Linked DNA regions of Sus scrofa: all the other regions are linked to region 1. Evidence: chromatin contacts called from public Hi-C and HiChIP or PLAC-seq data. All regions are on one chromosome and are shown on one strand. Each heading gives the region's core, a stretch centred on a gene start, on an enhancer-like site or on the middle of the called end of the contact. The rest is flanking DNA. Distances are from core to core; before and after follow the strand shown.

Region 1 (5,677 bases), core at 1,684-4,183:
ATTCGACCCCTAGCCTGGGAACCTCCATATGCCGCGGGAGCGGCCCAAAGAAATAGCAAAAAGACAAAAAAAAAAAAAAAAAAAAAATTTTTAAGTGTGAAGTATTTGAAAAGAACACATAGGAGTTCCTGTCGTGGCGCAGTGGTTAATGAATCCAACTAGGAACGATGAGGTTGTCGGTTCAATCCCTGGCCTCGCTCAGTGGGTTAAGGATCCGGCGTTGCCGTGAACTGTGGTGTAGGTCGCAGAGGCAGCTCAGATCCCAAGTTGCTGTGGCTTGGGCATAGGCTGGCGGCTGCAGCTCTGATTATACCCCTAGCCTGGGAACCTCCATATGCCGCAGGAGTGGCCCTAGAAAAGGCAAAGATACAAAAAAAAAAAAAAAAAAGAATACATTCATACATAAATTCTAAAAGTCTAAAGAAATGCATGGCAGGGGTAAATAGCAAACTCAGGACAATGGTTCCCTCTGCAGTTAAAGGAGGGAGATGCCATAGGAGAAGGGACCATAGGAAACTTTTTGTGTAGGAAAAGTGCCAGGGAAAAGGGGGTATTTTTCATTACACTTTTTTGAATGTCTGAAGTAGTGTAGGAAAAGTGCCAGGGAAAAGGGGGTATTTTTCATTACACTTTTTTGAATGTCTGAAGTAGTTCTATGTAAGTTTTATGAAAAGCTATAGACCAGTAACATTGGCTTCTAATTGCTTGAGAGCTGCAATGGGCCTTAAGTCATCTGATTCAGCCATTTTACGTTTTATAGATTGGGAAACTGAAGACCTGTGGAACTTTCTGGTTTCTAGAATAGCTAGACTACACCCAGATTTCCTGTTTCTTTATTAAATAAGTGGTTTGCGAGCAGAGTTCTTAGAGAAGGAAGTCGTGATCACTGAGCTTGAGTTATGAGCTTGTTAAGCCCATTTCATTTTCTTTTTTGGCAAAATTACTTGACGGGTAGAAGAAATACCATAGTTATGGTTTATTTTCACTATACCATGTCATTTCTTGACGTTTTATGAATTCCTTGGGAAAGGCCAGAGAACTGTTGCCAGATATTGACCTCTATTAGTTGGGATCATTGATTTAAGAACAGCACTAGAAGAAGAATCATTTATCATGAATCCCAATCAACCATGAGGGGAAAAGCTCTATTCCAAATCATGCCCTATTACATATATTTATCAAGGCTTTAAATGATAAGATAGATGTGTTAATCAATAATTTGCAAAATGCAAAAGTGAAAGAGCTAATCTCTCTTTTTTTTTTTTTTTTTTTTGTCTTTTTTGCCATTTCTTGGGCTGCTCCCATGGCATATGGAGGTTCCCAGGCTAGGGGTCGAATCGGAGAGGTAGCTGCCAGCCTACGCCAGAGCCACAGCAACGCGGGATCCGAGCCGCGTCTGCGACTTACACCACAGCTCATGGCAATGCCTGGATCCTTAACCCACTGAGCAAGGGCAGGGATCGAACCCACAACCTCATGGTTCCTAGTCGGATTCGTTAACCACTGCGCCACGACGGTAATCTCTCTTGACTCACCAGGCAAGGCTAACTGCAGTGCATTATTTCACTGGCCACGTTCTCTTTACCAGCATGGTCCGACTCCTCCTCTAGACAGATTCCAGATTCCACTTGTATTAGAATCCTCTAGGGTGCTTGGCACACAGTAGCTGTTCAACAAATGTTTGTTGATCTTAAACTGAATTGCATGGCAGGATCATAATTCCACGGGTCCTGGAGAGCGGTAGGAAGGGACCTAAACCAACCAGATACCATTCAAAAGATACAAAACAAACTCCTATTTGGGAACGTCTTAAAAATTAAAATTAATTACAGAAAAAGAGAGGAGAAATAGTTGACAGTGGTTCACTTAAAAAAGCACTATTTTTGGGGGGGTGGTTGCTGACTTCAAGCTCTCTGGGAGCAACTGTGAAAAAAGGAATTAATGCTTCAGCTCATTTACAGAACTCTGGATCTCCCACCTAAGTCAGAGATAGAGTAAGGTGCAATGTGCAAATTAAGGGAGGTAATTGCCCCACTTTACTTTGCATTGGTTGTGTATCTGGTTCTGGGAGCCACATTTGAAATAGGACAAGCAGGTGCTTGTTCAGAAGGGTGGCAAGGGGGCTTGAAGCCACTGCAAGGGAATAGATCAAAGTTATGATGCGACTTTTAGCCTGCAGAAAAACCAAAGAGAGGGTTTGAGACGAGACATGGTAGCTGTCTGCAGAAAACCGCAATAGTACTTATATTGGAAAGAGTGAAGGCTTACTCTTCCCCAAAGTGCAGAACTGAAACCAGCAGAAATGGCAAAATATTTCAGCTCGGAAATTCCTCTAACATCTGAAATCATCCTAAAATAAACAAAATGACATATGGGGGGTTGGGGAAGGCGGTGCCATTTGGCACTGGCAGAGGTTGGAGACAGCCTGCCTGAGAGGTTTATTGAACGTATTGGGAGAGGTTAGGTTAGATGACCTCATTGTGCTTTGCACCTCTCTTTTAACATTTATCACGTACCTTCTAGTGATTCGTTTATATACTAGTCCTATCTTTCCCCGATTAGCGACAACACTGGGGAGCTGTTTCCTCCCTGCAGCCACCTCTGGGAAGGTGAATAACTTAACACTGAAGAATACAAAGTCTGGCATTTTTCTGAAGAGCTGAAAAGGTGGCCTCTGATTATGCTTCCGGCTTTCTCCGCTCCCAGTTTTTTTTAATTTTTAAAATTTCTCTTAAACTCCCACTATGTGTTTGGAAACAGGAAAAGCGCTTGCAACTTCCTCAATTGCTCTCTCTTGAAACCTCACAACTCTTTAACTGTCCAGGTCCTGAGGCTCTCTTTCCTCCGCCTGGGGATCTACTCTATGGTAGAGGTGGCCCAGCCTTCTAGCTCTCTAGCCCTCCAGTTGGTCCATCTATGGTTTCCGGAGGCCTCACCGGAAGCTCTTACGCGAGATGGGTTGGGAGGCCGGAAGTTGCGGCCTCATTACTTGCCTTTTCAAAATGCTGCCGAGGCCTTAGGGCCTGTGACTGGCGCCCCCTCCCCCACCTCGGACTCGGCGGGGGAGCAACTCATGGAGCAGCCGTAAGGTGTGGCTCTAGGGTTTCGTCCGCGGGGTGCCGGGAGGCGGGAGGTAGGGGACTGGAGAGTGGGGAGCGGGCGCGGCGCGGCCAGTTCTGCAGGCCCCGGGGTGGGGTGGGGGGGTTACGGGCGGGAGGAGCTAGGAGCGTGGGTGGCGGCGTGGGGACGGTCCCACTGGGCGGAAGAAGGGCTGGGCTGATAGGGAAGGGTTATATGATGAGGATTCGCGGAGGATAAAAATGGAGGTGGAGTGACGTGAAGCAGATCGGCCGACAGGTTACAAACCTAAAATCGAAATACATTGACGCAAAATTTGAAAACAACCGAGGCACCTAGGAGGAAAGGTGGGAGGGAGGAGGAGAGAATGACATTGAGGTGTCTTCAAGATTTTAAGGTAGTGGTTTTCAAGGCTGCCGACTATCTGTCTCAGTTGTGCTGAGTGCTTGCTTGAAGAATGCTCGTTTGAGGCCCGCACTCAGGCTTCCCCAAGCAGAATGACCAGGAGATGGGGTCGGGAATATGTATTTCCTCAGCACGTTTCCCAGTTTATTCTTGTACACCCTCAAGTTTGAAAACCGCCGTTTTAAAACCACACCCGGGGAAAGTGCTGCTGCTCTTTTTCTTTAACTGGAAAGATCTTTTATTTGGGAAGCTCCTTCATGCCTGGGGATATTGGCACCTGGAGAAAGTATCAAAGATACTTGGTACTCTTTGGTATCAGGTATTACTACATCTCAGTGTAGGTTTAGACCCCTCCCTTCTCCTACATTCCTGCTATGAAAAGTTAATTTACTTTAGAAGTAACAGTACAGTCAGGATCACAACGTTTTATTGTATAATTAAAAAAAAAAAACCTATAATATACTTGCCGGTTGTTAAAAACAAGAAACACACAGTACTGAAGTAAACTTGTCCCTAACCTTTCCCCTCCTCAAGCCAGCTACCCTTAACTACTTGCTATCATGTCCATCCTCGCTTTTTCCGCACTTATTCACATTTTTAAACCATAGTAGACTCATTTTGTATGTATTGCTCTGCATCTTATAGTTTTTCAAATAACAACATCTGGGACAGCTGTCCCTAAAGTATACATGTAATGCTTCTTTTGGTATAGTCCCGCCTAATAGGGTTGTACAAAAATTTCATTAACCAGTTCCCCATTGATGGATTTTTAGGGTGTCTCCCAGCATAGTTTTTGTTTTGCAGACTCTTGCTACACACACGCTTCGCCTTTTTAGGTGTGTAACAGACCTGGTAAGAGCTAAAACAACATCTGAATAATTTCTTTTTTAGAAAGTTAGTTTTATTACTTTTATGTAATTAGTTGAAAGGGAATCAGACAGCAGTATTTAAGGCTTTAAAGACTAGAAAAGAATGATTATGCCTGCTGATTTCTGACAGGTTTTTATTTTAATGAGTCTTCAAATCACAGTTGAATTCAAAGGTAGAGATTTGAAGATGAGGTGTAAGAGTCTTGGATTCTTAGGGTAAAAACCACTCTTCTGTCATCAGTAAGAGTGTACTCTCTTATGATTTCAGTGCAGTAGGGAACACACATAAAAACATAAATATAGTGTGGTGAATGTTTTAATAGAGATGCTCTGGGAGTCAGAAAAGCCTTGACCAAGGAAGTAACTTTTGACCTAAGTAGAAGAATGAGTAAGAATTTTCAGGAATGGAAAATAGAGCACAGAAGAGGAGAAGGTGCTAAGGCAGTGGCTTTCAAACTTTTTAACCATGACTCCTAGCAAAAAAATAAATTTTATATTGTGACCCAGAACACATAGGAGGGGTAATACTTAAGAGCTCTGGCTCTGCGGACAGAGTGCTTGGACTCTTAAGACTGGGATTTTGGATAAATTATCTTCCCTGCTTCAATTCACTCTTCTGAAAATGAGGACAATAATATTCTTACGTTATAGGATCTCTGCTAGGGTTAACTGAGTTATTGAATATAAAGTGCTTTAAAGGGCGCCTGACACAAAGACGCTTTAGTGTGTTAAATGTTGGCTATTTTCAATACAGAAACAGTTCTACCTAACAAAACTTAAACCTTTGTTATTCACTTGTATTTTTTATCTGTTCTGTTTCATTAAGAGAGGAGAGGTTAAGACCAACTGGGATACAATTTGTAGTTTGAAAAACTCTGAGAGATAAGTGGTAAAGGGCTAGACAAATTCAAGACACTGAGTTCATCATTCATCATGGTGGGTATTGAATGGTAGAAATGGAGACTTGAGAAGAGTACCAAGATGGAATGGAGGGTACGTTGGAAACGATCAGGAAAGCTTATGTGCACATATTCAGTGAGGGGAATGAGTTTCTAGGAGTGGGAGTGCCTATTGAGTCAGCTCTGTAGTTCCATAGTCCTTCATTCTTCAAATGCCCTGAAAAACCAGGGTATCTTGGCCTGCCTTGGGGATATTCCTTGTTCTGCTGAATTGTGGACTGAAGTGGTGGAATTGACTTCTCTTTCGATAAGCACATCCCTCTTGAAGGAGAGTCCTTTTAAGAGCAAGCAGAAAAAAGCTGCAAAAAGGCCTTTCTTCTCTTGCTCATTTAAAAGGCAAATTCTTTTCAGCTCGCTGTACTCATC
Region 2 (5,321 bases), core at 1,690-4,189, 650 kb after region 1:
TCCACTTCGCCACGACAGGAACTCTGTTCCTTTCTCTTTTTTATCTGCAATAACTTTCTTGCTGTATCAATCAGTCATTCCCATAGATTTGTATCTTCTGAATCCAGCCAACCTTCTTTTGAAATGTCTAACATTCCACTGCTAAATATTCCTTCCTGGAGTTCCTGTCGTGGTGCAGTGGAAACAAACCCGACTAGGCACCATGAGGTTGGCGGTCGATCCCTGGCCTCGCTCAGTAGGTTAAAGATCTGACGTTGCAGTGAGCTGTGGTGTAGGTCGAAGATTCGGCTTGGATCTGGTGTTGCTGTGGCTGTGGCAAAGGATGGCAGCTGTAGCTCTGATTAGACCCCTAGCCTGGGAACCTCCATATGCATGGGTGCCGCCCTAAAAAGCAAAAAATTCCTTCTTAAGTTTTACTTTCATGAATCTTTGGTATCATTCAAGAGAAATCTTTCCCATGACTCTTCTATCTCTTTCAAGGTATGGGCCTATTACCTTTCCTCCACCCTGAAGTTTTTAAAAATAAGGATCAACCCTTTGTCTCTATTTCATTTCCCACATCTTCCCGAAATCACTATAATCTGGCTTCCATTCAAGTTGCTGAGGAGCCTCAAGTTGCCTGAGAACTAAATAGGATAGCGCTTCCTTGGCTCTTAGCCTCAACTGCTCTCCGACTGTTTCTATGGAAGACACCACACCGACCTGTATTCTCTTCTACCTCTACACGAATAAATATATGAAAAGCACTCAAAAATAGGCCGAGCTCATAGTAAGTACTATATAACTGTTAATCGATATATTATCATTTATTATTCCTCTTATCCCCTAAATATAGATGACTGCCCAAGACTCTGTCCTCAGCAGTTCTCTTTTCTTCCTCTCCCACTTTCTCCCTGGGTCTTAACATCTACCAACAAGGTTTTGATTAGCCCACCTGTAGGAGGATTACAAATCTCTCTTGTAAATCCAAATCCATCTCCTGAACCCCAGGGTCCACACTCAACATGTCCAATGCTAGCTGTCTTTTCCAAATGTCCTTAAATGTTTGTGAATAGCACCACATTGGTTCCCATTATTTTTCACTTCGCTTTCTTACCACCACCACCACCATCGGCAATCAATTTTCAAACTGTGTTGACTCAACCCTCTCAAAGTCTTTTCTTTCCACTTTCTAGCTCAAACCTTTTTTTTTTTTTTTTTAAAGCTCAGATTTTCTTTATCTCTCAACTACTCCAGTCCTCCAAACTGGTTTCATCACCCAAAACTCAACTACGCACTGGTGTTGCACACATCTTTCTTTTTAAAAACTCAGCTCTGATAGAATTACTTAGCAAGTGAAAGCCCTTCAATGGATCTTTCCTACTTTCCTTAAAGAGAACAACTTTTCAGCTAGGAATTCAAAAGCCTACACAAAATGGGTGGCACCAACCCCATTTCTTGGTCTTTTCTATATTCACAGTACCCACAACCTAGCCAATATCCACTTAAACATCCACTCAAAACTTCAAGTTCTCCACAGGTTTTACTAGCTTGTTTTTCTCTATTTCCTTTCTTCCCCTGTCCCAAAGACATTCACTCCTTCTTCCATTTTTTTTTTTTTCTTTTTTGGTCTTTTTAGGGCTGCACCTTTGGCATATGGAGGTTCCCAGGCTAGGGGTCGAATCAGAGCTGTAGCTGCTGGCCTACACCACAGCAATTTGGGATCCAAGCTGAATCTGTGACCTAAACGCCACTACAACGCCAGATCCTTAACCCACTGAGTGAGACCAGGGATCGAACCTGCATCCTCTCATGGATGCTAGTCAGGTTCGTTTCTGCTGGGAACGTCTCCCTCTTCTAAACGCTCTTAGTACTTAGCAAAGACTCTTAAAGGGTGGCGCATGTTCTGCAACAAGTTATGGCTATTTCCAACTGCCTTACTCTCCATGCTTAACAAAAAAATTCTTGAAGGTAAAGACTATTCCTTAGATAGTTCTATAGTCCTTTGGACTGCCAGCAAATCTATGAAAAAAAAAATTTTTTTTTAAAGAGGAGCATAGCCATTGAAAATAGCAAGTCACTTAGAAGTTCTTGAAAACCTCAGACATCCCTAGGTTACAATGCTAAAGATTACCTAATGAAAACCCAGAAGGATCTAGAGTTTACAAACAACTTGGTTAAAGGGTAAGGAGTAAATGCATCAAAGAGAGTGACAAAACACAACTGCCCTGGAGTTCACCCCTCAGTGTTTTACATGTCCCTGAGAGTTAAAGACCTTGAATAAAAAGACAAGGCAACTGGATTCCAGTGCCAACTATACCATTTACTTGCTTTATGCCTTCAGTACCCTCTAAGCCCTTTTCCACTTATTCAACGAAGGACTTGTATACAAGTTCCTTCCTTTAGGCATCCCGTGTTTCTACAAAAAGAATGAACCTACCCAGGCACTCAAAACCCTGACAAGTGTTCAAAGCTTTACCTCAAGCCTCACTTCCTCAGATTCCTTCTCCAGGACTCTGGTCCTGCTTGCTTTGGATCCTTGTAATCGAAACTAAGTCACAAACTATCTGTCCCTATCGCTCCACAACTGAACTGCAAGGTGGCCTCAGGAAAAGCAATGCATTCTGTTCGGGTCGAAGCTAGGCTTCCTCCCCCTGCTGCTGCTCCATATCGAAGCGCCCAAAGATCCATCGCAGAACTGTGTCCTTAGTGTTGCAGCCTGAGTCCCCTCCGCCCGGTTCCCTCCTTTCCAGGACCAAGGGTTCTCTAAGACGCAGCCACAGTCCTCCTCACCCAGCAACTCGAGGTTCATCCCTGAGGACTCTGGCCGTCTGCTCTCAGCTCCAGCAACGACACCTTCTCCCCCGCCCTCTTCCAAAACCTGCGTCTAAATCGGGGGCGCCGCAAAGAGACTGGCGCAAGCTCCGTAGACTTTATGGTTTAGAAGACCCCGCGGCTTCCGCTTTCTTCCCTCGCCTGCCTTGTTCGTTTCAAGCGGGCTGTCCATATATTTGCCTAACCAAAAAGAAGAACAAACGCTCTCGAAATCGTTTGACTATGACATTTCTTAAGGAATAAAAATTCCATCGTCAGTCACTTATTTAAAAAGTTCAGGAATCTGAGACTGTTTCCTCTCGGATCACGTATGCGAGCTAAAAAGTTTAGGCATATAGTTAGACTACTAATCCTTCTGTGTTGTGTGTGCGGTCGCGTTGTCCCGGCGGGCTGCCTCAGATGCCGCAGGAAAGGTTCCGGCCAAGTCCCGCTGAAGTAACGCAGTGGGAAAGGCCGGCCTCAGAGCTCGCGCGTGGAGTGCAGCTGTCACGGTCAAGGAGGTACTTACCCTGTATGTAAGTTAGTTATCGTGTATCTGGCTCAGTCCCGTGAAAATTATTGCACATTTGTAAAGCTGTGCCTTCCATCCCACAGAAATGTACGATAGCGTTTATCTAAGGATTTACCTGGTGCCCAGCGTTGACCAGGACACTGAAGATGAGTTGGTGTGAGAAGTGGCTGAGTTCTCAGACAAAACTGTGATGAAATACCCAAAGCAACTAAAGAAGGCAGTTGATGAAACTAACGAATTTTGTATAAACAGGTTTTGCCTCTGAGTGCTGTGGGCTATGACAAAAAGCAAAGATGGGCATAGGCTGGATGCCAAAAAATAGAACTGGAGCTAGATCCCCTTACGTAGACTGTAATTCCAGCTCCACTGCTTACTGACTTCACCCCTTGGACAGTATCTTATCCTCTGTGCCTCGGTTTTCTTGTATGTATAGTGGGGGTAGTGCTTAAAGCTTTATTGTGAAGGTTAAATAAGTTAACACATATAAAACACTTGGAACAGCAAATATCCAGTAAAATGGTAGCTATTATGACTTTCTCCTAAATTATCTCACTTCCTTGAGACCATTAGGGTAGCTGTTGGCCTCATTTGACCAAGTGTAGTAATTGAGGCTCAGAGTTATTAGGCAGAAAAATCACAGGCCCAAAATGGTATCACTTGTACTAAAGCCCATGATACCTAATCTAGATCTTATTCCTGACCTAACTGCAATTTCAACCTTGACCAGAAATGTAATCTTTTTTTTTTTTTTTCCGCTTTTTAAGGCCACACCTGCAGCATATGGAAGGTCCCAGGCCAGGGGTCGAATCGGAGCTACAGCTGCCAGCCTACACCACAGCCACAGCAATGGGGAATCTGAGCCATGTCTGTGACCTATACCACAGCTCACGACAACGCCGGATCCTTGACCCACTGAGTGACATCAGGGATCAAGCCCATGTCCTCATGGATACCAGTCAGGTTCGTTTCCTCTGTGCCACAACAGGAACTCTGAGAAATATAATCTTCATTGGCTAGTCTGGAATCTTCTGGTCAGCACCAATGAGGTAATGTGTCACTTGGGCCCTTGCCACCTCTCCCCTCTCCAGCACGCCCCGTAGAAGGGGCAATATGCATGATAAAACCCTTGCCTTTAACCTGGGCCTAAAAATAAGCCTTTCTTTTCTTTTACTAGTAGCTCCCTTACCTTCTTCCTAGAAAAAGCTTCCATTTTGTACAGTCCTTCAGGGTGCCCTTCTCTTTACTAGATAGGATGCTGCTCGATTCATGACTTGTTTAATAATGCCAATTAGATCTTCAGGGTTGAGGTTTGTTTTTTAACAGGCAGTTTGCATTCCTTCACGTATCTAAAACACTGCCTAAATGTCATCCAAGGTATTGTTACCACCAGCAGTGGTATATAGGAGTATTTCTAAACACTCTTGTAATCATTTGTTATTATCAGTTCTCTCAAACTCTGCCCATTGGATAGGTGATAAAATGTCACTGTTACATTTATTTCATAATGAGGGTGAACAGCTTATCACATGTCTAAATGTGTACTTTTCTCCTCTGTGAGATGACCAGTTCATCTCCTTTGCCTATTTTGGGGGTGGAGTACTCATTTTGTTAGGGTTTTTCTTTTTGTCCATTTTTTTTTTTTTCTTTTTACAGCTGCACCTACGGCAAATGGAAATGCCCAGGCTGTGGGTCAAATCAGAGCTGCAGCTGCTGACCTGCACCACAGCCACAGCAATGCAGGCTTACAGCAACAGTGGATCCTTAACCCACTGAATGAGGCCAGGGATGGAACCTGAATCCTCAGGGACACTATGTCAGGTTCTTAACCCACTGAGCCACAGTGTGAACTCCCCATCTTGTAGGATTTTTAAGCAAGGAGTAATTATGATCAGATTGATATTTAAGAAAGAAAATAAGGATAGTGTGGAGTAGAAATTGATTAGAGGGATGGAAAACAATTAGAGTACGATGTTAATCTAGCAGAGATGAATGACAG
Region 3 (5,802 bases), core at 2,282-4,781, 660 kb before region 1:
TGCAGCCCTAAAAAGACCAAAAAAAAAAAAAAAAAAAAAAAAATTCAAGACACATTATAAAGTGGAGAAAAAAAGGAAGTTGCAAAACAATGTGCATAGTTTTAGCACGTTCTTATCCTAAAATTATAGTATTTTCAGATGGCCAATAAGCACATGAAAAAAATGCTCACATCACTGATTATTAGAGAAATGCAAATCCAAACTACTATGAGGTACCACCTCACACCAGTCAGAATGGCCATCATCAATAAGTCCGTAAATAACAAATGCTGGAGAGGTTGTGGAGAAAAGGGAACCCTGCTGCACTGTTGGTGGGAATGTAAATTGGTACAAGCACTATGGAAAACAGTATGGAGGTACCTCAGAAAACTAAACATAGAACTACCATATGACCCAGCAATCCCACTCTTAGGCTTATATCCGGAAAAAACTTTCCTTAAAAAAGACACATGCACCCTCATGTTCATTGTAGCGCTATTCACAATAGCCAAGACATGAAAACAACTTAAATGTCTATCCACAGATGATTGGATTAAGAAGATGTGGTATATATCCACAATGGAATACTACTCGGCCATAAAAAAGAACAAAATAATGTCATTTGCAGCAAAATGGATGGAACTGGAGACTCTCATGTGCTAAGTGAAGTAAGTCAGAAAGAGAAAGATGAATACCATTTGATATCATCATATCTAGAATCTAATATATGGCACAAATGAACCTTTCCACAGAAAAGAAAATCATGGACATAAAGAATAGACATGTGGTTGCCAAGGGGGAGGGGGAGGGAGTGGGATGGACTGGGAATTTGGTGTTAATATATGCAAACAATTGCCTTTGGAATGGATAAGCAATGAGATCCTGCTCTATAGCACTGGGAACTATATCTAGTCACTTATGACGGAGCATTATAATGTGAGAAAAAAGAATGTATACATGTATGTGTAACTGGGTCACCTTGCTGTACAGTAGAAAATTGACAGAACACTGTAAATCAGCTATAATGGAAAAAATAAAAATCATTATAAAAAATTACAGTATTTCATGCATTCTAAGATGCACATCCTATCAAAAAAAAAAAATCTTTTTTTTCTTTTTACCACCACACCCTGGGCATATGGAAGTTCCCAGGCTAGAGGTCAGATTGGAGCTGCAGCTGCCCGCCTATGCCACAGCCACCTATGCTGCAGCTTGCAGCGATGCCAGATCCTTAACCCACTGAACAAGGCCAGGGATCCAATCCTCATACTCACAGAGACTATGCTGTGTTCTTAAACCAGGGAGCCGCAACAGGAACTCTTCTATCAAATTTTAACGTCTCTAATTAATGCCCTGTCAGTTTAACTGGCCATTTTTTACTCTTAGAGGTCTCTAAAATAAGATGCATGTTACAGTCGACGATACCTTAGATTTGATGAAATATATGATTGTTAAAGGACAAAATTTGGGAGTTCCTGTTGCAGCTCAGCAGGTTATGAATCTGACTAGTATCCATGAGAATGCAGGTTTGATTCCTGATGTTGCTTAGAAGGTTAAGGATCCAGCATTGCTGTGAGCTGTGGTGTAGGTCACAGACACAGCTGGGGTCTTCATTGCTGTGGCTGTGGCCAGCAGCTGCAGCTTTGATCTGACCCCTGGCCTGGGAACTTCCATATGCTGCAGGTGCAGCCCTAAAAAGAAAAAGAAAAATTCGACTGAGTAATTTTAAAGATGAAATGGGTTTTAATCAATGATTCATGAATCAGGCAGCACCCGTCCCATATAACAAATATAAGGATACTCTGAGGAGTTGTACAAAACAGGTTTTTATAGGCAGAAAGAGGATGGAATAAGGAAGTTAAAGGAGTGGATTATTTGGAGTTCCCTGGTGGCCTAGAGGATAAAGACTCAGCATTATCACTGCTGTGGCTCGGGTTCAATCCCTGGCCAGTGAAGGCAAATTTCCACACGCCATGGTTAAACCAAAAAAAAAAAAAAAAAAAAAGAATGGATTATTATTTGGAGAAAGGTAGAAAGATGGGGGGAATCTGATCAGGCAGATTGCCTCACTAGTGCTGTTAAGAAATTTCACTCTGGGAGAAGCTGAAACTGCAGTTAGTTTAGGTATTAGGTCTTGGTGGTGATAAACATAAGCAGATGCCATTTGGGGACCTAATGCGGTCTTTTAAAACATTTTTCTTTTAGGGCCACACCTGTGGCATATGGAAGTTCCCAGGCTAGGGGTTGAATTGGAACTGTAGCTGCTGGCCACAGCAACACCAGATCCGAGCCTCGACTGCAGCCTACACTGCAGCTCATGACAACACCAGATCTTTAACCCACTGACTGTGGCCAGGCATTGAACCCACATCTTCATGGATACTAGTCGGATTCGTTACTGCTGAGACACAACAGGAACTCCCTCTTTTTACACTTTATATAGTAGACCAAGCAGATGCATCCTGCAAGCCCTAGTCTGGAGAACCCGTCAGCAATTTGGAAAGGCTTCTATTAAACTGAAAAACCTTAGGTGTTGTGGCACAGATGGAAATTGGTTACCAGGAACCTGCTTGTTAGGGCTGGTTGACATGGCAATCACAGAGTATTGTCATGTAAGGCAGGGATGATTGGGGCTAGGATTCTAGTGTTGTGGCTTCTCACTTTGAAGGGAGATAAAAGCTCAAGTGCCAAGAGACTCAACACCTCTCTGACCTGATACTTACCCAGTCCTGGACTGGCTGTGACTCCCTCACGAAGCTGGTAGTTGGCAAAACAAACCCAAGAGGAAGTAAAAGGTGCCTGGAGTCCTATGTGCTTTCCCATTAAGTGTATCCTTTCTTAACAGCAGAACTACATCCTTTATCCAAGTTCAGTAAAATGCTGCCACCCAAGTAAGTTCTGTTGAGCCTATATGCCAGGGTACACTATATATATTTAAGTGTATTTGCATATTAAAAAGTTATAAAGAATACATGCTAAATTAATGATAGGTTATTTCTCAGGAATGAGATTTATGGAGACAAATTTTGTACTCTACTTAAATTTTAAGAACCCACTTACATGTATTTTATAATAGGAGGAAAAAAGTAAAGATATTTAAATGGAAAATACAGGCTAATATTAATAATGAAGTGGGTAGGCGACTAATGTTTTTCCTTTTCATGTCTCAACCCTCATGAACTTTTTAAATGACCACGAATTATTTTTCTAATACGAAAATTTGTTTTAAGGGGAAAAAAAAAACTGAAACCCATTCACTACTTCAAATAAAAATAACTGTTCAATAAAATTTTAAAAATAATAAATGCACAAATCTTTCAACATCGCATGGGAAAAACAGTTTATTTCTAAATCAGATTTATACAGGATTTGAACAATTTACTCATTATTCATAATCAACTTATTTAAATTCAACTTTCTGGTAAGAATAAACTGAACGCTTACAGTCTCGTGGACACAATTCTCGCGCTTCCCCGCTTATTACGTCAATTTCATTACACAATTTTTAAAAAAAAATCAAAGACAGTTTCAAGAAACCCGTGACCTTCTAAAGCGCATTCCTTGGAAAGGCAGGGCCTCCACGGTTTAGCACCTCCCCTCTCACGTGACCCTGTCACCCGAGGAAGCCATCTTAAGCATCGCCTCATAGAGGAAAACTACATCTCCCAGAATCCTTGCGCTTTGCGTCGTGCTGGCACTTTTACTGGCCGGATCTTAGAACTGAACCTGTAGCCAGGCGCCATCTTTGACTCTGGCAGTCTTGGATTTCTGCTGGTGTTGCTGCTGAGAGGACGGCGGACGGCAGCGGCTAAGAAAGAAGAAAGACGTGGCAGCAGCGGGAGTCGTGGATAGTGTCGTCGGTTCGGTAAAGTTTCTGTTCTCCGGTAACTAGACCCGTTTTTTTGCTTCCCGGGTGGCTCGGGGCCGGGGAGGTGGGGGAGAGGGCGAGGGGAGTGGCCGCGGCCTCCCCTCGCCCCTGGGTCGCGGCCTAGCCCGGGAAGTCAGAGCGGGTCCTTCGGCCCGGTGGTAAAGACCGGCTCCCCCACCTCCGGGCCGCTGCCGTCGCCAGGGCGGCCTGGGAGCCCCAGGCTCCAGCTCCCAGGCCCATCTACCCCCACCCTCCTTCACCCCACCCCCACGGGGCCTGCTCCTTTTCCCAACCAGTCTTCCTCCCTTCCCCCACATCCGGTGTTGGCGAAACTGTAGGAGCCGGGAGCAGCCCCGGGAAACCGACTTGTTCCCCTACTCCCGGAGGAGAACTGACAACTACGTTGCTTTCTCTGGGGCAGCAGTTTCCTTAGTTTTAGCGAACCCCACTGCCTAAATCAAATTGAATGCCAGGAGCTGATTTTACCTACTCTCATTCCTCTCCAGGGTCCCACTACTTGGGAGATTTTCTCAAACTCCACATACAGAAAGCCACCGATCTTATTCCGGTATCCTACACCCCTTTCCTACCTTAATTACACTCCCACCCCCAGCCCTCAGCATCGGAGTCAAGAGCAACAGGGACACTTCCGTTCTCCTTGTAGGATTGATGAAACCGTAATGAAGAACGCCCCCTAAACTCCCATAATCGGTGCGGATTCCTATGGGGAAGGCCCATATTGTTGACATCTTCCAGGCCTTGGTTCTGGACCTTGAGAAGGAGGCTGAACTAGTGATAGCGATGCTTTTTAGGGTAATTGTATGTAGGTATTGGGGGAAGGGGAGGGATCAACCAAGAAGGCATGACACTGATTTAAAACTCATATTTCATTTTCTGCTGCTCATATAGAGTCCAACTTAGGAGTTACTCATTTGCAGGCTGTAAGGCTTCTCCGGTCTAAAAATGTCTGAAAACCAAGTATGGATTAACTCTTGATACAGATAGTAAATTAGAAATTCAGTTTGTAATCTTACTTTAAAATTTTACTCTCAAAGCATTTTTTTTTTTAAAAGCTACCTACATTTTTAAAAAATTGTGTTACTTTTAGCTAGAGCTGAAAGGGTCAACAGGCATTTGCTGTTAATGACCAGTATGTGGAGTCTGATTTAGCTTTCCAGAATTGACTTTTGGGGTTGTATTGGCAAATCACAGTCTTAAATAATGGATATTAAATGATGCACTATGTTTTTGTTTAAATGAAATTTACTGAAAATAATTCCAGAATTAAGGGGATTTGATGTTGCTGTCGTGAGGCAACATAAAAGATACGTATTTTAAAAGCTAAAACATTTCAAGCAGATACAGTTCTTGATGAATCATAAAGAATATGGACCATAGATTTGGAAGACTTGGTTTTTAGCTGCTACTAACTCTGACGCTGGAAAAGTAGACCTCAGTTTTCTTTTCTGTAACATGAGGAGATTGGACTATTTGAATTCAGAACTCAGAAAGTTGGAAGGGATCTTAAAGCCCTCTGTAAAAGAGTTTGGGAATGAGCTCCATTGCTGTCACTTTTCCTCCAAAAATAACCTGGCATGGAAGTCATTGGTCCAGTGGGAATTTGACTCCCCATAGAAACTGGAGAAAAGGTAATGCAAGTAGAGAGGAACAGCTGTATATCTGTTTGAGGAATAAACCCACTAACAGATTCTGCTACGAATTTTGGAGACATAAAAAGAATGAGTATATGTACCTTAAGTGTACCAGTGTCCTCACTCTCTCCTGGCAGAAGATGTAGCACTTTTAGTGGTGCTGGGATTCTGGGCTGTGTTCCTATTAATTCTAATACAGATGAAGAAGATGTGGTAGAGGGAAAGATGGTGGCAGAAGGAGTGGATAAAGAGGCAAAATTGCCTGCCAAAAAGAAAAGAAAGAAGGGTTTGCGAATTAAGGGG
Region 4 (5,967 bases), core at 540-3,039, 610 kb before region 1:
ACTCCTGTCCCAGCTCTCCTCCAAAGCCAATCTTATCAGTTTCTCAGGTATTCTAGTGATATTTTAGGCATATATAAGCACAAATACACTTTTATATGATATCAGGTGTAATACATATGATATCCTGCACCTTGCTTTTTTATTATATTTATTATCACAATTTTAAATTATGAATTAAAATTTTGTAACAAATCCTGTTTCACCTATACCCATACCAACAATCCATCCCCTATTCTGGCCCAGGACTGGAGCTAGGGTGAGGCAAGCAAAGTGCCTGGCATAATTTAAGGAAGTCCTCACTCTTGGGGTTATACTTGCATATTTGAGTGTGACTCATTAGATTTTGCTCCTTAGACTTGCCCTGAGATCCAGCTCTGCTGGCTCCTCTAAATTATTTTGAAGTAAATCTCAGGGATATCATAGCTTGATTTTTCTCTTACTGTATATTGGATATCATTTCATATCAAGACACCATGAACTTCTTCAACTTTTATTCTAGTTGCATAGTATTACACTATGTGAACATGCCATAATTGAGCTGGTTTCTGTTGATAGACATTTAGGTTGTTTTTGCCATCTTGGTATTTTAAACAGTGCTGTAATGATTACCTCACATGTATAAGTTCATCTGTAGGATTAAATACCTAGAAGTAGAGTTTAATAATCCACATTACCAACCCCTTTTTGATCTTTGCCAATCCAATGAGGGAAAACAATTTATTGTAATTTAGTTTCCATTTCTCTTATAACAAGTGAAGTCGAACATGTTTTCATCTGTTTGAAGATCATTTACATTTCCTTTGCTATACTGATTGTTCACATCCATTGCCAATTTTTACTTGGGTCTTTGTGTCAGATTAAAAGTGGATGCAAAAATAAATAAATAAATAAAAGTGGCTGCATGGGAGTTCCCCTCATGGCTCAGTGGAAACAAATCCTACTGGTATCCATGAGGACACAGGTTCGATCCCTGGCCTCACTCAGTGGGTTAAGGATCCAGCGTTACCGGGAGCTGTGGTGTAGGTCACAGACGAGGCTCTGATCCAGCAGCTGTGGTGTAGGCCGGCAGCTGTGACTTTGAGTCCACCCCTAGTCTGGGAATTTCCATATGCCCCGGGCGCGGCCTTAAAAAAGCAAAAAAAAAAAAAAAAAAAAAAAAAAAAATTGGGGCCTACACAGCAGATCACCACAACGTGGGATCCTTAACCCACTGAGCAAGGCCAGGAATCAAACCTGCGTCCTCATGGATACTAGTCCGGTTTATTACAATGGGAACTCCCCATAGCATCCGGCTTTTGAATTCAGATCGTGGCTCAAAGTGTCAGATATGAGAGCTCTGAGTTTGGGCTTCTTGCTGCCCTACCCTGTCCACCACAACAGTGCCATCAAGCCTAATTTCCAGGGAAATAGGCCTTAGAAAAAGGCACTAAATTAACTCACTTCACAGACAAAGGTGCCAAACAGGACGTTTGGGCTCTTAAAGCAGAGTCAGAAAATGAAGACACGGTGGCGCCACTTCATCAGCCGCCCCTCCCGGCAGCCGCCAACGCGCAACCGAAGCCGCTCTGCGCCTCCTTCCACCACACTCCAGGTGGCGCTGTTGGACCAACCCATGTTCCAAAACGCCATCGACTCAGTTTGGCCTCCCCCGGATGCTATAGAGCACAGAGATAAGCGGGAACCGTGTGGCTAGAGAGGTATTTCCCTGGAGCCGCCCAGGTCACCGCGCGAGCACCGAGCATTTCCGCTTCCGGCTCCTTATTCCGGAAGTTGCATTTCGAAGTAGTGTGGCCTTTGTGAGGTTCCACCATGGCGTACCGTGGCCAGGGCCAGAAAGTGCAGAAGGTGATGGTGCAGCCCATCGTATCCTACTCGGGATGTGAAAACTAGGAGGTTCGGACCAGGAAATGGGGGGCGAAGGAACAGAAAGAGCAGGCCAGAGGGAGCGGAGTGCAGCACCTCATCCCATGAGCCTCCGGGGCGCTCGAGACTGGTAGAAAGCGCGGGTAGTTGAAGAGTCGGTGATGAGTGGGAGGTGGGCTTGGGCGGACCCCTGCGGTGGGAAAGACAGAAATGGTGGGGGTGTGCGGATGGAAGACAATCTTAATTATGTACTGAGTGACGGCGGGAGTTAGCGGCGTCTGGCAAAAGGAAGATGTTGGTGCTGAAGAGACTGCAGGAGAGTATGGGGTGGAAGGGGTCGTTTACAATATCTGGGAGCTCTAAGTGTGTGCCTAATTGGGCACTTTTCGTTGCATAGGCACAGACTTCGAGTTCAGAAAACAAAAGTGAGGCGGGGGTAGAATTGACCAGTTTCAGGGGGTAGAGTCTGTGAATGTATGAAATTTTTCCTTAACCACTGGTGCAGAACCTCATCTTCAGATACTTGCAAAATGTAAGTTGTTTATTGTTAATTGTTTCATAATTACTTTTTAAGTTAAGGGTGAATTTATTTTGCTGTTTGTGTTATCTTGTCTGTTCACTGTTCTAAAGTTAAAAGTAGATGAAACTGGAGATTGGAAGGGTATTTGAGGGGAAGGAGTGCAGGGAAAGCTCTAATGTGATAAAATTGTGTGTAGCCATGCCAAGTCCAAGCATGCAAAGAGTTGTGTTGTCTTTACTTTGCAAGACCAGTATTACTTATTTCAAAAAGTTGTAGGCACAGCCAATAATTATTGGCTCAGGTGACAGTGGTATCCTGGTATTGCTACTTTTGTTTTTAGTGATCATGGCCAGAACATTGGGACCTTTAACCCTTCCCACTAGGATGAAACACTGGAAGAAAATTGAGTCAGCTTTAAACCAAATGGTGTGTTTTGTACTGGGGGTGAGGGGTGGGGAAGGGGGATGGAGGGACACACCCTTATGTATTGAAAAGACACTAAAAAAGAAAGATGGGAGGGATAAGTTCAGAGGATTCAGTGGAAACTTCTTTTCCTTTGGGGTTATTTTTAGTACTTGGAATTTGACTTGGCACTGCAGAGTGTTTAAATTATCTCAAAGAAATGTGGTTGCTGTTGACAAATTTTAGTGCGGCAACACAATGGAAAAATAGCCATTGTAATTTTTAATCACCAGAATCAAGGGTCCCTCTCCTGGTGATTAGGTATGAGAGGTGGAAAACCGAGAACTTACAGAAAGCTGCCTTGGAACTGGATTTTGCTATAGCAGATAAGAAACATCTTTGTGCAGTCCTATCGCAAGTTTTCACTCTAAATGTGTAGAGCCCAGAGGCAGTAGAAATATGATTGAGTACCAAAACAGGACAGTTATTAACAACTCTGTCCCGATATAGCATTTATTAAGTTAGAATGTTTCTTGTTAAGTAACTAGTCTTGGCTTTGCTATGTTACCGTTTTTCTGGGAGCTGTATTTGTCTATTGTTTGTCCAAAGTGGTGGATTTTGTTTACTTATTTCTTAACATTAGGATTTTTATGATTATTTCAGAGATCACGGATTCAGGTGTGGCTTTATGAGCAAGTGAATATGCGGATAGAGGGCTGTATCATTGTGAGTATCCAGGATATTTTAATTTTTTAATTAAACTTTATTTATTTATTTATTTATTTTTGTCTTTTCTAAAGCTGCACCCGAGGCATATGGAGGTTCCCAGGCAGCTATGGGTCTAATTGGAGCTGTAGCCGTTGGCCTACACCACAGCTCACAGCAACGCCAGATCCTTAACCCTCTAAGCGAGGCCAGGGATCGAACCTGCAACTCATGGTTCCTAGTCGGATTCATTAACCACTGCGCCAGGACTGGAACCCCTAGTATTTTTTTTATCTTAGTTCATTTTATTATTAATTTTAATTGTAATCAATTGTTATTTCCCTAATGCATATTTTTTTCCTACTGTACAGCATGGTGACCCAGTTACACATACATGTATAAGTACCCAGGATTTTTTTTATCTCAGAGCGGTATCTCTTAGAAAAAGATTTTACAAAAGATGGCCTGCAGAGCAATGTACAAAAAGTCAAAGACCCAACCCAAGGAAAGTTCTTCAGGGCCCACCATCCTTGCCTCATTTTTCTGCTTGATAGGGATTGAGTAATTCGTAAAACAGAGGGAAAATTAACTTTTAAAAGTTATTTAAACAACAATAATAGTCTTTAAAGGAGTGCTCAAGAGAAATAAAATTTGAGGGGGTGAGGATTAATGGAGTATTAGTACTGGGTTAGGTGTTACCTGAATCAAGTTAGATGGGGTTTGTTAAGTAAGACATTCAGGATGGTAGAACGATCTAAATAACGTTTTGTTTTGTTTTCCCTAAATGGTGTTTTAAAGAAAGATAAAATATGGTTGTAGGTATTACATGAGGACTCTGGTCTTTCCTTTAGACAGTGTAGATCCATCAGTAATCTCTCCCTTCCCTGTTTATTAGTTGAGAAACAAGCATGGTGGTTAGTGGTGATGGCATCCTGAGGGAACATGGGAAGAGTGGTGGCAGTAGAAGGTAATTCATACATGTACACACATTCTTGATCAGGTTATGAAAGATAGATAAAATGGCTCTTTGGCATAATTAATGAAATCTTAAGTCCAAAAGGTTACTAAATTTGAAGTACATTTTGTCTTTCTTTGTTATCTAAAAAGAGGCTTAGGATGAGGAGGTGGTGTTTCAACTGAAAGATCAATGGAAAGGTGAATTTCTGAAGTTTCATTTCTTTTTTTTTTTTTTTTTTTTTGCCATTTCTTGGGCCACTTCCGCAGCATATGGAGGGTCCCAGGCTAGGGGTCAAATCAGAGCTGTAGCCGCCAGCCTACGCCAGAGCCCCAGCAACTTGGGATCCTAGCTGCGTCTGCGACCAACACCACAGCCCACGGCAACGCCGGATCCCTAACCCACTGAGCAAGGCCAGGGATCGAACCCGCAACCTCATGGTTCTTAGTCGGGTTTGTTAACCACTGAGCCACGATGGAAACTCCTGAACTTTCATTTCTGATCGTATATTGGCATATTCATTTAGAATGGTTTGGTTACGATCTCATGAGATGACAATTGGCTTATTTTTCCAGGGTTTTGATGAGTATATGAACCTCGTATTAGATGATGCAGAAGAGATTCATTCTAAAACAAAGTCAAGAAAACAACTGGGTAAGAATATAGCTGGCCTTAAAAGAATTGTAGAAATTTGTATTTACTTGCAGTATTGAGTAGGTTTTGACCCATTTCATGTTTAGATATAGTTGGCATTTGAGAAGTTATTATTTGTGAGATTAGTACACTCTTTTCTTCCTTTTTTTTTTTTTTTTTTTTTAGGGCCTCACCCACAGCCTATGGAGGTTCCCAGGCTAGGGGTCGAATTGGAGCTGTGACTGCTGGCCTACTCTCCAGCCACAGCAACGCAGGATCCGAGCCAGTCTGCAGCTTGCACCACAGCTCACGGCAACACTGGATCCCCAGCCGACTGAGCGAGGCCAGGGAACGAAGCTGCGTCCTCATGGCTGCTAATCACATTCGTTAACTGTTGAGCCATGACAGGAACTCCCAGGATTAGTACACTCTTGAAATCATCCTTTGTCACTTGTTCCTCACCCCACTCCATTTCTGCTTCTGTCTCTCCACTCAGCTCTCACCAAGGTCACCAAAGGCTAATGGTATTAAATATAATGGTCCTCATTTTATGGAGCTCCACATAGTATTTGGCTCTCTGATACTAGTCAGGTTTTCATTTTTTCTTGCTAGTTATTCCTTTTTCAGACTTTTGTATACTCATTCTTTGGGACTCAGCCATTAAATGTTTGAGTTGCTCTAGGCTTGGTTCTAGGTTCCTCTGTCACTCATTATTTTCCTAAGCACTCAAGACCATACCTTCAATTATATGTTGACTTCCAAATTTATCTGTATACTTCTAGGCCTCTCTGAGACTACTCAGCATTTCTACTTGGATGTCTCACGCGCTCCTCAAAGTTAGCATATCAGAAATCAGACTCAATTCTATTTTAGTGTTCCTTGCCGTACT

The links. Hi-C and Micro-C count contacts between places; a contact is called where the count stands out from the background. HiChIP or PLAC-seq counts read pairs in DNA pulled down with a chosen protein or histone mark.
Region 2: a contact with region 1 is called in an H3K27ac HiChIP or PLAC-seq map of alveolar macrophages. The contact joins the promoter of RBBP5 here to the promoter of MDM4 in region 1. A contact is called at or near these places in 1 of 5 promoter capture datasets (liver) and 1 of 2 datasets of contacts at active chromatin or transcription factors (alveolar macrophages).
Region 3: a contact with region 1 is called in a Hi-C map of liver, with 6 times the contacts expected there. The contact joins the promoter of ZC3H11A here to the promoter of MDM4 in region 1. A contact is called at or near these places in 1 of 5 promoter capture datasets (fetal liver), 2 of 47 Hi-C or Micro-C datasets (heart right ventricle and liver) and 1 of 2 datasets of contacts at active chromatin or transcription factors (alveolar macrophages).
Region 4: a contact with region 1 is called in an H3K27ac HiChIP or PLAC-seq map of alveolar macrophages. The contact joins the promoter of SNRPE here to the promoter of MDM4 in region 1. A contact is called at or near these places in 1 of 5 promoter capture datasets (liver), 4 of 47 Hi-C or Micro-C datasets (embryonic fibroblasts, heart right ventricle, omental adipose tissue and 1 more) and 2 of 2 datasets of contacts at active chromatin or transcription factors (alveolar macrophages and skeletal muscle).

The regions. Positions count from the first base shown.
Region 1 is chr9:65,172,555-65,178,231 of Sscrofa11.1, forward strand. It overlaps MDM4 (protein Mdm4), which reads left to right and starts at 2,934. Exons shown (of 10, transcript XR_002335784.1): 1 at 2,934-3,089.
Region 2 is chr9:65,818,742-65,824,062 of Sscrofa11.1, forward strand. RBBP5 (retinoblastoma-binding protein 5) reads right to left here and starts at 2,940. Exons shown (of 14, transcript XM_003482656.4): 1 at 2,773-2,940. The coding sequence starts at 2,791.
Region 3 is chr9:64,515,364-64,521,165 of Sscrofa11.1, forward strand. It overlaps ZC3H11A (zinc finger CCCH domain-containing protein 11A), which reads left to right and starts at 3,532. Exons shown (of 19, transcript XM_005656653.2): 1 at 3,532-3,863.
Region 4 is chr9:64,558,755-64,564,721 of Sscrofa11.1, forward strand. It overlaps SNRPE (small nuclear ribonucleoprotein polypeptide E), which reads left to right and starts at 1,790. Exons shown (of 5, transcript NM_001097465.1): 1 at 1,790-1,863; 2 at 2,369-2,395; 3 at 3,449-3,511; 4 at 5,021-5,099. The coding sequence starts at 1,810.